Regions from separate parts of the Mus musculus genome. Here region 1 is linked to region 2. A link is a contact called in public Hi-C data. All regions are on one chromosome and are shown on one strand. Each heading gives the region's core, a stretch centred on a gene start, on an enhancer-like site or on the middle of the called end of the contact. The rest is flanking DNA. Distances are from core to core; before and after follow the strand shown.

Region 1 (6,357 bases), core at 442-2,941, 50 kb after region 2:
ATTAACAAACAAAATAAATAATTGATAATAGCATAAAAATGACAAAAAAAAACCCAGTTGTAAATCTAATAAAAGATGTGCCAGGTTTTCGCATACGAACATGGCTGAGAGAACTTGTAAAGAAACCCTAAGTGGGTGTACCATGTTCATGGATAAAATTAATGCACAGAGAAAACACCCTCTTCATCCGAATTGGGATAAAGATTCGATGTGAGAACAATGACAATCCCAGCTGATTTTTATTAAGGCACCAAGGCCAATTGCCAAGGTAGTCTTAAAGAACAAAATGTGTGTGGACTTATTCTATGGGACATTAAGATTTATTACAAAGCTGAAGTAGTCCAGTGGGCTAATGGCACAAGGAGAGAAAAGTAAACAGGACAGACAGACAGCACAGAAGCCATCCACGTGCACATGAAATACTCAATTCAATGCAGAGAAGTGTGTGTGTGTGTGTGTGTGTTTCAGTGACTATTGCTAGGTTAGTTGGGTAGCCAGATCTGGGAGAGACAGGGGGGGTGGGGGGGGGGAGGAGAGAGGCTTGTCGGAAATTCCTTTTTGATAAGGCTGAGCCTGGTGTTTCTAGAAACAATGACTGACGTTTATTTAGAAGCTCTTTCCTTTCTGGGTTGTAATTTCCCTCTGTTGTTCTCCAGCCTTCGCTGGAAGACCAGTTCCCACACTGCTCTTGAGGTGCCTGGATTTCATGGTTGCTGCGGTCCTCGCTCCCGGCCAGGAAGCAAGTCCAAGAAGCAGTTATGGAGCCTGAGCTAGTTTCAAGCTGTCTCCTAAGTGGGCAAGAGGCTCACGCTCTTTTCTCCAGTTGTTCTTCCCAGGCAGGCTTCGAAAGTATTCCAGAACCTGGAACCCAGGAACTGGATGGGGGTGGGGTGAGCAGCAGACAGCCCCTGATGGTTCTTCCAGCTAGCAAGTGTCTGTGGAACAAGGGTGCTGTTACAGATGGACGGACGACAAGGGGCAGATTCACACTGCTTCTCTGGGGTTCCGAAAAGCTCTGGATGGTGGCTAAGTGTACGCTAAGTGTACGGGGCTTCTGAGCCTTCCCGTCCTTACCAGTAAGGGGGAGGGGACTTTCCACAGTCTTCATCCAAGCGCTTTCACTTCTGCATGCTCTCCCTTTCTGGTGCCTCGATTTCCTCATATATAAAATAAACCTTTATGCACGTTGCCCCCTCCCCCCGTCCCTCTCTGAATAACTCAGATGAGCTTGAGGTGTGTGTGTTGGGAGGCAGGGAACTATTCTAAGACCCATGTAAGGCAAAAGGTAAGATAGTGCCCATCTCCAAATGGATGCTCCTTCAACCACTTCCTACTTGCCCTGCAAGCAGGGTGGGGATTGACACTGTCCCCAATATTTGGGGCTGGGAATGTCCCATTTCTGGACAGGGGTGGCCTAGAGATTTCTCTCTTCTTGGTGACAAAAGGCGGGACAGGAACGGTCCACTTGGACTGGCAACTAACTCTAGGGGCGGAGGGTTGGGCGGAGACCAAGGCGACCAGGGGGCCCCCCTTGCCCTCGGCGGCTCCCGAGGCCGGAACAATAGCGCTTGCGGGCGGGGCGGGGGAGGGCGTGGCGGGAGGGCGTAGCTCCCCTCCGGGCACCGCCCCCGGCCCGCCCCCCGCGCTCGCACACGGGCTCGCATAGGGCTCCCACGGCTGCCCGCCCAGGCACTGCCCGCGGGAGCCGCCGCCGCCGCCGCGCCCGCCATGGACGTCCGCCTGTATCCCTCGGCGCCCGCGGTAGGTGCGCGGCCCGGGGCCGAGCCGGCCGGCCTGGCACACCTGGACTACTACCACTGCGGCAAGGTAGGCGGCAAGGTAGGCTGGGGGCCCGAGTGTCCCGGGCTGGAGCGTGGGGGGCAGGAGTAATCTCGTGGCTGCGGACGTAGGCACTCTGGGGGCGCACACGGGGACACGCACACAACATCTTGGACGACGGGCACGTGCCACTCACACCGCTACCCTCGCGGTCGGTCACACATGCTGGGAGTTGTAGATCACGGGCAGAAGTCAGCCCGACAGCTTCCCGTAAGACGACACAGTGACACACTCACCCACGCTTCGCATTCATTCACAAGCCGACGCGCAGCGACTCTCTGTCACCCAGCCAGGCGGCACCACACACAGCCTTCGCCGTCCCACATAAGTCACGGTGCCAGTCATTTATCCTCAACCACACGCAGCCACTCGCCCACGCACAGGGCTACGATAACATACAAGTCACCTCATCTATCTACACTCATACACAACGCTTCCACACAGGTTCGCAGCTGCTGTCACATCCAGTGGCAACGGGGGACAGTCACACAAAGAAGTAGCTCCGACAGTCACAGCTCAGACTCACAATGACCCACAAGTGTACACGTTCGGTCACGCAGATCCATCCCCTGGAGGAGAAGCCCCAGCTACAAATCGCCCTGACGGCCACCTAGTCACACCCGGACACACCCAGGGACAGTCACAGGCTCCAGCACCCTCCACTGCTCGCCCCCACCCCTCGGTTGTCCACACTCGCGCGTCGGGGTTTTAACTTCTCGGCGCTGAGCATTAATTGGGCCGTTTACTAATTGGCCGTCACTACCCCGTGGCGCCTCTGATTTTATGCCGGTGTCGTCCAATCAAGGCCTATCCCTTCCCTGGATTGGGGAGCTAGCGTCCCTCCAGGCTGGAGCCGCAGCGAGGAGGTACACTCTCGCTCCCCGTCCCCACCATTTTTCTAGGTTCTCTGTGCTCAACTCCAGCCAGGGCCCCACAGCGCGGCGCCCCCGGGAGGTAGTGCCTGGATCCCAGGACCAGGGGCATCGGACCCCAGCTCCCCTTTGAGCTCAGCGGGCACGGTCAGGGGCAGCGGCGCTGTCTGAGTCCCCTTCCCTCGCAGGGAAGGGAACTTTGAAACTTAGTTCGGACGCCAGACGGTCGGTGCGTCCCCGGGTCTGTGCGTCGGTCGGGGTCAGGCTGGAGCCGAGCGCGGCTTTTCGTCACTCGGAGCCCGGATTGAACAGCGCGCGTGGGTCTCCGGGCGGTCGGGACGTAGACGCGCGGGCTCCGCGGCGCTGCGTGGTGAGTGCGCGTCGGGTGGCTGGATCCATGACCCTCTGGGGGTCTGTCCCTTCCCTACAGGCTGTCCGCGCAGCCCCTGGCTGCGGGGATGTTGTCGGGATGCTGCAGCAGCCGAGCGTCCGGCCGATCGCTGGGCCTCCGGGGCTGGGCCTCTCTGCAAGTGCATCCTCAGGCCCTAAGGGAGCGGCTGCGGCCGGGAGCCCTCTGCAGTTCGCCCTGGTCCGGGCGGCGCGGGCCACGCAGGCCGGGGCGTCCCGGGGCGGAGGTGGGCGGCGCGCATCTCTCGGAGTGGGGGGGGGGGGGGGGAAGAGCAGATTATCTTTTGTGCGCTGATCCGCAAAGTTGGAAGCCTGAGAGGGGGGATGGTGCCTTAGAGAGAAGGCGGGTTCCGGAGTCGCTTCCAGTGTGGTGGTGGGAAAATGGATTAAAACCAGCAAGTGGAGTTTTACCAGAAGCTGAAGGATGGGGCGGCAGGTCATCTTCTGCCCTTGGCTTTGTTTAAAATATCGAATGGGCAAAACGGGGTTCACCCTCTGGTTTGGTGGCCGCGGTGGAGATTGGGGATTTATGCCTTAAAGTCTGGGTACCCAGGCTGGGGGCGGGGCAGGGTAGCTGGAAGAGGTCTTTGGGAAGTGATGTATCTGCAAGCGCCACCAGAGTGGGGCCTGTCTCCCGCCGCCGCCTTTGGGAAGTAGGACGCTGCCGACCCCCACCCCCCAACCCCAAACCCCCACCCCCATCCCCGCTACCGCCACCTCTTTATTCGGAAGCTCTAGAAACCTCTGACTCAGCACCAGAACCTCCGAGGTTGCAACCTGCTGGGAAGGGCACAGAAGTGGAGGGTGGAGATTTTGGTTTCTATCTGTGCACTAAGACCCTGGCCTGCAGCTGAGGAAGTTTTGAGGATAGTGGGGTGGGAAAAGCCACCAGAATGCTGGAAAGGAAGGTGCAGAGCATGGGTTTAGATGTGAGACCCGCAGGTTCAGCCCTTCAGGCTGGGGTGATGGGGCACCTGGCTCAGCCTGAATCCAGATTCCTGTTGACAGATTCCCCAGTGTGCTGTGGCCTTCCGTGGTGTTCTTGAGGTTCACTGTGACCAGGAACTCCACCCCCCGTTTTTTTTTTTTTTTTTTTTTTTGTCTGACACCAGAAACTGATGATTGTGGAAAAGAAAATGTCCAGGTTTCTTACAGAGGCTCACTATCAGAGTTGGAGACCTAAGGTGTAATAGCCACTCTGTGTGTGTGTGTGTGTGTGTGTGTGTGTGTGTGTGTGTGTGTGCGCGCGCGCGCCTGTGTTGGGAGGTGCTGTAAAATAGGTTATAGAGCCAGGACACAGCCCACACACTGGGGACTCTGTTCCTGGAGCCAGGACAAGAGGCTTGTCTCTCAAGCATTTGCCCAAACGATGTCAGACAACCGTGGGGCAGTTGACCTGGAAGGGCCCTTGGCGACGGTCCCCTTGGCGACCATCCCCTTGGTGACTGTCCCTTAGCAATCCTCCACATAGAGATTCCCAGCCTCTTTAAATCAAAGTCATGAGCACTAGCTGCTCTCTTCTGCTGGGTTTTGTTTGAGCAAACACACAATGATAAAAAGCCACTGAGCTTCATTTTAGCTTCAAAATACTTGTGTAATTTATTAATTACAGCAATGTTAGCATGCATGAGAAAAAATTGTCTAGTAGGTATAAAGCAAGCACGTTATTCTTTTTAAAAAGAAAATGTAGTAACTGTTTGGTAAGCACCGGGGCTCCTGGCTTCTGGCATGGAGGATCTGGGGTCCCGTGATCTCTGCTTCACGGCAACACGGCAAAAGTCAGTCATGGAGTAGCAGGTGAAAGTCAGAGATGAGACTGAATCCAAGTTTCTCAATTCACAGCAGGACAGCAGTCCAGCCTCCTTGTGAATCTCTCTCTGTCGTGCTTTTGGGACTGGGAAATCTATGTTTCATCCACGGAGGATTGAATTTCTTCCATTCAGACTTTGGAAGGCTGGGAGCTCCCAGCTCAGCCAAAACAGACTGGTACCAAGAGGTCACTGGGACAGGGCGAACCTGGCTTCATAGCTCCATATGTGGCTTTGCGAGCTAAAGAAGATGATTTTCTAGCTCCTTTAAAAAAAATTACAATGCATGCATGTGCAGTCGTTCAAGTCAGAGAGCAACCGGAGGCTCTCTCCTTTCCACTGTGTGTGTCCCAGACGTCCAAGGTTTGGCAACAGGTCCCTTTACCTGCTAAGTCGCCTGTAGGCTTTCTAGCTCTCTGTTAACACAGAGTATGATCTAACAGAATAAAATGTAAATGAGCTTGGTTAGCTATAAACACCCATGAACCCACTAATCCAGTCTAGGTAGAGAATATTTCCATTACCCCCAGAAAGGCCCTTGTTCCCTTCCTAGTGAGCACCCTACCTTTGCCCCAGCAGCAATTTCTTACCGGGTTTCTATTCCCCACCTTTTTTTTTTTCCGGATCATTTTAGGACTGTGAACTCTACATGAGCCCCAGTGTGTTACATACAGCATGGGCATTTAGAGTATGGCTTCTTTTCTTTCTTTTCTTTCTTTTCTTTTCTTTCTTTTCTTTTCTTTTTTTTTTTTAGCTCAATCTGTTTTTTGCATTCATCTTTTGTGTGTGTGTGTGTGTGTGTGTGTTTGTGTGTTGTTCCACTTTGTCACTGAGTGATATTGCATCGTGTAAATATAATACAACTGGTCACTTTATCTGTGGATGGGCATTTGGGTTTGTTTCCAGTTTGGGGAAATTGTAAATAAAGCTACTGTGAATGTCCGTCTACAAGTCTTCTTTCAAGGGGAACAAATTGTCTATTATCACTGAGCCTTGGTACCCTCTTTACAGTTTTTTTTCTGTAAGATTTATTTATTTTTGTTTTATGACTGTGGGTATTTTGCCTGCCTGTATGCATGTGCAGGATGAGCATGCAGTACCCATCAAGCCCAGAAGAGGGCATCAGATCCCCCTGGAACTGGAGTTAACAGATGGTTGTGAGCCCCAGCATGGGTGATGGAAAGGAAACCTGGGTCCTTTAGAGAAGCAGTCAGTGCTCCAGGCTGACCCTCATTCCCACCATGTACCCTCTGGAGGACATTGCCTACTTCTGCGATTCAGGACACAGGCGTGAGGGATGCAGAATAGAAAAGTTCTTGGTGGTAATATTAAAAAAGAACTAGGAAAGTTCTTGGTGGTAATATTAACTGCCTACCACCTACTCCAGCAAGAGGCTTAACCTCTCTGTTCTAGCATCCTTTTATCCCTAT
Region 2 (6,020 bases), core at 2,067-4,566:
TCAGCTCCTCTAGCGATGGCGTCCCAAGTGGCTGTGAACGCCCGCGCGGAACTCAGCTCTTCTGGAGGAGCAGTGCATGGACCTAACTGCTCTCGTTTTGTCTCTAAGAAGCTGTGGTCTAGTCCAAGGCTACACAGACTTATGCTTAACTTCCTTCTAAGAGTTGAAACTTACAGCTCTCATCCGTTTCAAATGAGTCCCCTTACACAGAGAAAAGCAGGGGCTTGGCTTCATCCTTTTGTTGGTGGATAGCAAGTGATCTTAGCTTTTGTTAGAAAAGAGTATTTTCAGGCTGGTGAGATGGCTTAGAGGCTCTGCCACCAAGTCTGATGATCTGGGTTTGATACCCAGCCCCGCATGGTGGAAGGAGAGAACCCACTTCTATTAGCTGTCCTTTGACCTACACAAGTGTATTGTGGCATCATACACACACACAGATACACACACACACAGACACACACACACACGCACGCGCACACACACACACAAACTATATGCACATAGATAAAGAAAACATTCCAGCACTGATGCTGGGTGGCTTACCACCATAATTCCATTCCCAAGGGACCCAGTGCTTTCTCTGGGACTTTGCAGGTGTGTTCTCTCTCTCTCTCTCTCTCTCTCTCTCTCTCTCTCACACACACACACACACACACACACACACACACACACGCACACACACACACACATAAATAAATAAAAAATAAATAAACAAACGAATGAATACATCTTAAAGGTTAATCTTGTGATAACTTTACAGGGATCGGCAGATGGGTTAAGTTATGACAATTCTCTAAGAGAAGAGCTCTGTGAAAGTGCTGGCTTGCTCCAGCTTTTCCAGTGTCTGTTGCTCTCTTTGAAATTCAGCTTTTTAAAAGATAAATTTCAGGGCCTGGGGAGATGGCTCAGTTGTAAGCACAAGGACCTAAATTCAGATTCTCCAGCACACCACACACACACACACACACACACACACACACACACACACACACTCACACAATGCCAACCATGGTGGCATTGAACCCTCAGTTCCAGTTCTTAGTGTCAAAGAGGGAGGCAGAGACAGGAGATCCTTGGAGCCCCTTGGCCAGCCAGCCAGCTTTGCTAGGTCAGCTCAGTGAGAGACCCCGTCTCAAAACAATAAGGGAACAGTTAAGGAAGATACCCAGTGTTGACCTCTGGCCTTCATATGCACATCTATATATGTGCATACATACCTACACAGACATGGGCACTATATACATTAATGTACCCATTAGCATGTGCATACACACACACAGGCTCACACATGGACACACATTACAGCACTTGCTGAGCTGCATTCCCCAGCCCTGGCTTATGGTCTTTTGTTATAGCAGCCCAAGTGGGCTGGAGATACAGGCAGGGTCTGTCTATCTATCTATCTATCTATCTATCTATCTATCTATCTATCTATCTATCTATCTATCTATAATTTATTTATATGTGTGTATTGGCACATGTGCATGCCACAGCAGGTGTGTAGAGGCCAGAGAACAATCTTCAGGGGTTGACTGTCTCCTTTTATCATGTGGTTCTGTAGACTGTACTCAGGGGTCATCAGGCCTGGTGGGAGGCACCTTTACTCATTGGACCGGAAAGCTGGCCCAGCCTCAGCGTCTCTAGTTACCCTGACTCTGGTGCATGCGCAAGACCTAGGGGGCCCGCGAGTACAGCCGGATCGCGATCATCGCGTATGAGAGAGCCTTCCGCTCTGTGCCGCCAGCTTTGCCCGGTCTATTTGGGTAAGAGCGGCTTGGGATCAATTATGGATGAGGCTCTGCAGGAGAGGAGTAAGAGGGCTGTTGTCTACTTTGAAAAATTAATGGGAGCTGATTAATACGGAGCACAGACCCTTCTTCCTCAGCACAGAGAAGCTGCGGTCTCGGCAGGAGCTGGGGCGGGGGCAGCATCCTGCGTGTCTGTGTGCTGCGGGGTTCCACTCTAGACTCCTCTGAAGGAAACTGTCCCGTTGACCCACAGGGACGCTGAAGCTCATCAGACCTGAACAGTTTGCCCAAAGAACATAATAGTGAGGGTGCTCACTTATTACCATTTGTAATTTACGATGTTTAATATAGAAAATTAAAGCATTTACACAAGCTGATATGTAAATAGAATGTAACTTTTTTATGAGACAAAGTCTGAAGCAACCCAGGTTGGCCTCAAATTTATCTGAGGCTAGACTTGAACTCGTGATCCCCCTGAGTGCTGACACTGTAGACACGCACCATCACATCCGTTTTGTCTCCTCCATGTCCATAAGGAAGGGGTTGTCCCTGCTTCCTCTCTGTGTATATGTCCGTGTCGTGTATGTTCATGGATGTGTAGGCTTGTGTTCGAGCAGGTGCCTGTGCGTGCATGTGTGTGTGTTCACCTGTGGAGGTCATAGGTCAATATCAGGTGCCTCTTTCAGTTGCCCTCCACTTTAGTTTCTGTAGTTGTATCCCTCACTGAACCTGGAACTCACTAGTTTGACTAGGATGGCCATCCAGTGATCTCTGAGGCTCCTCCTGTCTGTGCCTTGCCGATGCTTTTTACACGGGGTGGTGGGAACCGAACTCAGGTCTTCATGCTTCTGTGGCAATTAACCCTCTGAGCATCTTCCCAGAACTCCTGCTTCCTTCTGACTTACCATTTTAAGTTTTTCATCTGCTGGGAATCAAACCTAGGGCCTTGCCATGTTAGGCAAGTTCTCTACTACCAAGCCCGTATGAGGTAGGTACTCTACTACTGACCCCACACTAGGTAAGCACTCTACTACTGAGCCGCAGCCCCCTTTTCTCTAAGAACACGCTTTAAGGCCTCGGAGAAACTGAGGTCCTGTTTAAGTGGGGACATCGCTTTCCCCTGTGGAGTTCGTTCCAGCTTCTCAGCTGGCTGGCTCCCTCTGACGTGTTCCCTTGGATCTGGCTCTCTGCATGGAACCTGACCCCAAGACCCACCTCCAAAGCAGCCCTCGATCCGCAGGCTGTTGCAGCCGGATCATTATTCTGGGTCCTCCCACTCTGTGATATCAACCCATCCGACTTTATGAAGAATTGGAAACTGTACAATCCATTAAGCTTTGTCTCGTGTCTCAAGCATCTTCCAGATAGTGGGGCCTCACGACTGGAAGAGCACGGGAGGAAAAGGTGGGACCCTTCCCCTCAACTTCAGCTGGGTGATTGAGGGCAGGCTGGGGCTCAGGAAGCCTTTTTGGTTTGGAGATGACTAATCTGGCTCTGGCCTGAGAATAATTCCAGTCTGGCTGGCTGGACGGCCCGTTTCCATGGCGACGGTTGTTATTGGTAACTGAATAAGCATCTCAGAGAACAGCATCTCTGGAGTTGATGGTTTTCCCTTCCAGTTGGAATTGAGAGGAGCCAGGCTTGTGCTGACGATCCTCTGCGCGGACTCATTGCTGCAGTGTGAGGTCTGCCGAGCCGAAGCCACCTTTCCGTTTCTCCTCTGAATTCTGCCTCCACAGAAGATGGCACAGAGTAACTTGTTCTCTGTTTTCTAGTGTCTTCAGAGATGCTGAGGAACACAGGGACATCCAGAACTTGAACCCTGACTTGGCTGGTCCTGAGTTGCTTGCTTTGTTGCTGCCCTGCCTCTGTCCCCCCTCCCTCCCCCCCACACCTGGTTCCCCCCCCCCCCCCCCAGCACACCCAGAAGCCTTATCAGACCCTTCCCAGTGACACTGTCAGCCTGCTCGGTTATGTGTGGGGACAGTTAGCATATCCCATAGTGACTCCTAGCCCAGAGGCTATGCTAGAAAGGGCTATTCAGGGAGACTCCCTTAGATGAGGTGGCCCCATAGTTATCAGGGAAGCAAGGCACAGGGAAGCTGCAGAGATCTGATAGCAAGGTCCTGACTCAAATCCCTTGTGGTCCCCTCTACGTTTCTTCTCCCTCCCAGTGGAGTGGACCTGTGTGCTGGAATGGCAGCCAGACCATGAGGCAGAAGGCGTGGACTCTTCTCCCCCTCTCTCTCCCCCCTCCCTGTCTCCTTCTCTCCATCCCCCCTCCCTTCTTCTCTCCATCTCCCTTTCTTCCTCCCCTCTCATCTTGCTCTGCAAAAATCACTTCAGCCCTGTTCCCCTTGTTGCTTTCCCCGTGAACTGGAGTATCGGTCAGGCTCTGAAGCCCGTGGGGAGTGGCAGCTACACTTCCGTTCCGGAAGCTCCTATGGCAAGAAAAAGAAGCCATGTGGTGCTGGCTGGCCACCTCCGTTCAACCTGTAGTACACTTCTTTGGATGGGCATTCATCTGGACCTGTCTCAATGGCTTCTGGTGGACCTGTCGCCTCCTCCCACTGTGAAAGTGCCTGTCCTGAGCTCTGGGACCCTATGGGGTTTTCCTTTGTCTCTTAGCTGTTCCTTCATGTCTCCACGTGCTTCCTTTTCTCCCTGGATGTGATCGTTGGGGTGGCTCCAAGCTTGTCCATAGGTGGCACTACCTACGGCTCCTTACTTCAGGTCTTACCTATTCTGCAGCAACTCAGAGGGATCTTGCCAGCTCCTGCCTCTGCGCCAGGCTGTAGACCTGTGTCACTAGGGACCAAGCCATAGCTCCTAGATGACTCCAAGTCCATTTATAGTTGAGTACTGTTCTTCCTCATACAGACTCTAGACTCCTGTGTTAAAGCATTGCTCCTTGGTGTAGCACTAGTAGGCCTGAAGGGACCTTTAGAAGACAAGGCCCAGTGAGAGGGCTTTAAGTCATTGCAGGCATGTCCTTGAAGGGAATTATGGGATTTTGGCTCTGTGCTTTCTCTCTCTTCTTGGCCAGGGGGTGAATGGTTTTTTTGTTTGTTTGTTTGTTTGCCACCACACAAACATGATGGTGTTTTTTCTTCACTGCAGACCACAGAGCGATGGGACCATGACCGTGGCTTTTAATTTTTATTTACATTGGTGTTCTGTCTCCATGGATGTCTCTGCAAGGGTGTCATATACCCTGGAACTGGAATTACAGACACGTATGAATTGCCATGTGGGTGCTGGGATTTGAACCTGGGTCCTTTGGAGGAATAGCCATTGCTCTTAACCGCTGAGCCATCTCTCCAGCCAGACCAAGGCAACTCTTATAAAGGAAAAACATTTACTTGGGGCTGGCTTACGGGTTCAGAGGTGCAATCCAATATCATCATGGCAGGGAGCATGGCAGTGTGCAGGCAGGCATGGTGCTGGAGGAGCTGAGGGTTCTCCGTCTTGGTCTGAAGGCAGCCAGGAGGAGAATGTTCAACGCTGGACAGAGCTTGAGAGATAGCAGACCTCAAAGTTCACCCCTACAGTGATATACTTCCTCCAACAGGGCCACGCCCACTTCAATAAGGCCACACCCCCAATGATGCCACTTCCTATGACTAAGCATTGAAACACATGGATCTAAGGAGGCCGGACCTATTCAAACCGTACAGCAGGAATGGGGGCTCTTCCTCACACTTTCTTTTCCTCACTCCTACATCCGACTCCTCGCCAATATCTGCTAGTTCTTTCCCGAAAGACCTTAGACTCTTCCCATATGCCATGCCTTTGCACGGTTGCCTTAATCCGAGCGTTGTGCGCTTGCCTGGAACTGTTATGCATCCTTTGCAGCCCCTGACCATTGATACTGTAGTTAGAATGTCTTTAAAGTTCAAACGAACCTCCCTGCCCCTGCTCTCCTGTCTACCACCTCCCACACGTCGTTCCGCTTCTGTGGGGGAGGACTGTGGTGGTTTTAAGATATGGGGGGGGGGGGGGCAGATGGGTCCACTGCTTTCCATCTAGACAGGAACCATTTCAACTCGGGTGGCAGGGCAGTCATAATCCCATGTGACTCATGGGGCTGAGTCAGCAAAGTCCCTGGGCTCAAAGCTCATAGGGCTTTCCTGACTAAACTCCCTCCTGTTCCTGTGGATCAGCTGTGATGTAGGCCCGGGCCCTGTGGGTTTCTGGTGTGATGGTATTTAGAAAGAACCAGAATCTCTTTGGGTAAGGAATGTGGTATGAAAGCAGGCAAAGCCCTTGGTG

Evidence for each region. A called contact is a pair of places that touch in the nucleus more often than the background predicts.
Region 1: a Hi-C map of cortical neurons shows a contact between it and region 2, with 1.7 times the contacts expected there. The contact joins the promoter of Tox2 here to the enhancer-like site in region 2. A contact is called at or near these places in 15 of 484 Hi-C or Micro-C datasets (8-cell embryo, the G1E-ER4 cell line, the N1E-115 cell line and 11 more), 11 of 115 datasets of contacts at active chromatin or transcription factors (CD8 T cells, astrocytes, embryonic hindbrain and 5 more) and 5 of 9 other capture datasets (adipose tissue, embryonic tail, embryonic trunk and 2 more).

What each region holds. Positions count from the first base shown.
Region 1 is chr2:163,201,436-163,207,792 of GRCm38.p6, forward strand. Tox2 (TOX high mobility group box family member 2) reads left to right here and starts at 1,692. Exons shown (of 9, transcript NM_001372575.1): 1 at 1,692-1,827. The coding sequence starts at 1,729.
Region 2 is chr2:163,149,540-163,155,559 of GRCm38.p6, forward strand. No RefSeq gene overlaps it. Among named protein-coding and RNA genes, the nearest start is that of Gm11454, 30 kb to the left of the region's middle. Within about 2 kb of position 3,317, at least 48 of the 459 cell types and tissues checked have an H3K27ac peak or open chromatin away from gene starts, as enhancers often do. A contact at or near this core is called in the N1E-115 cell line, brain, cerebral cortex and 3 more, where this site is marked.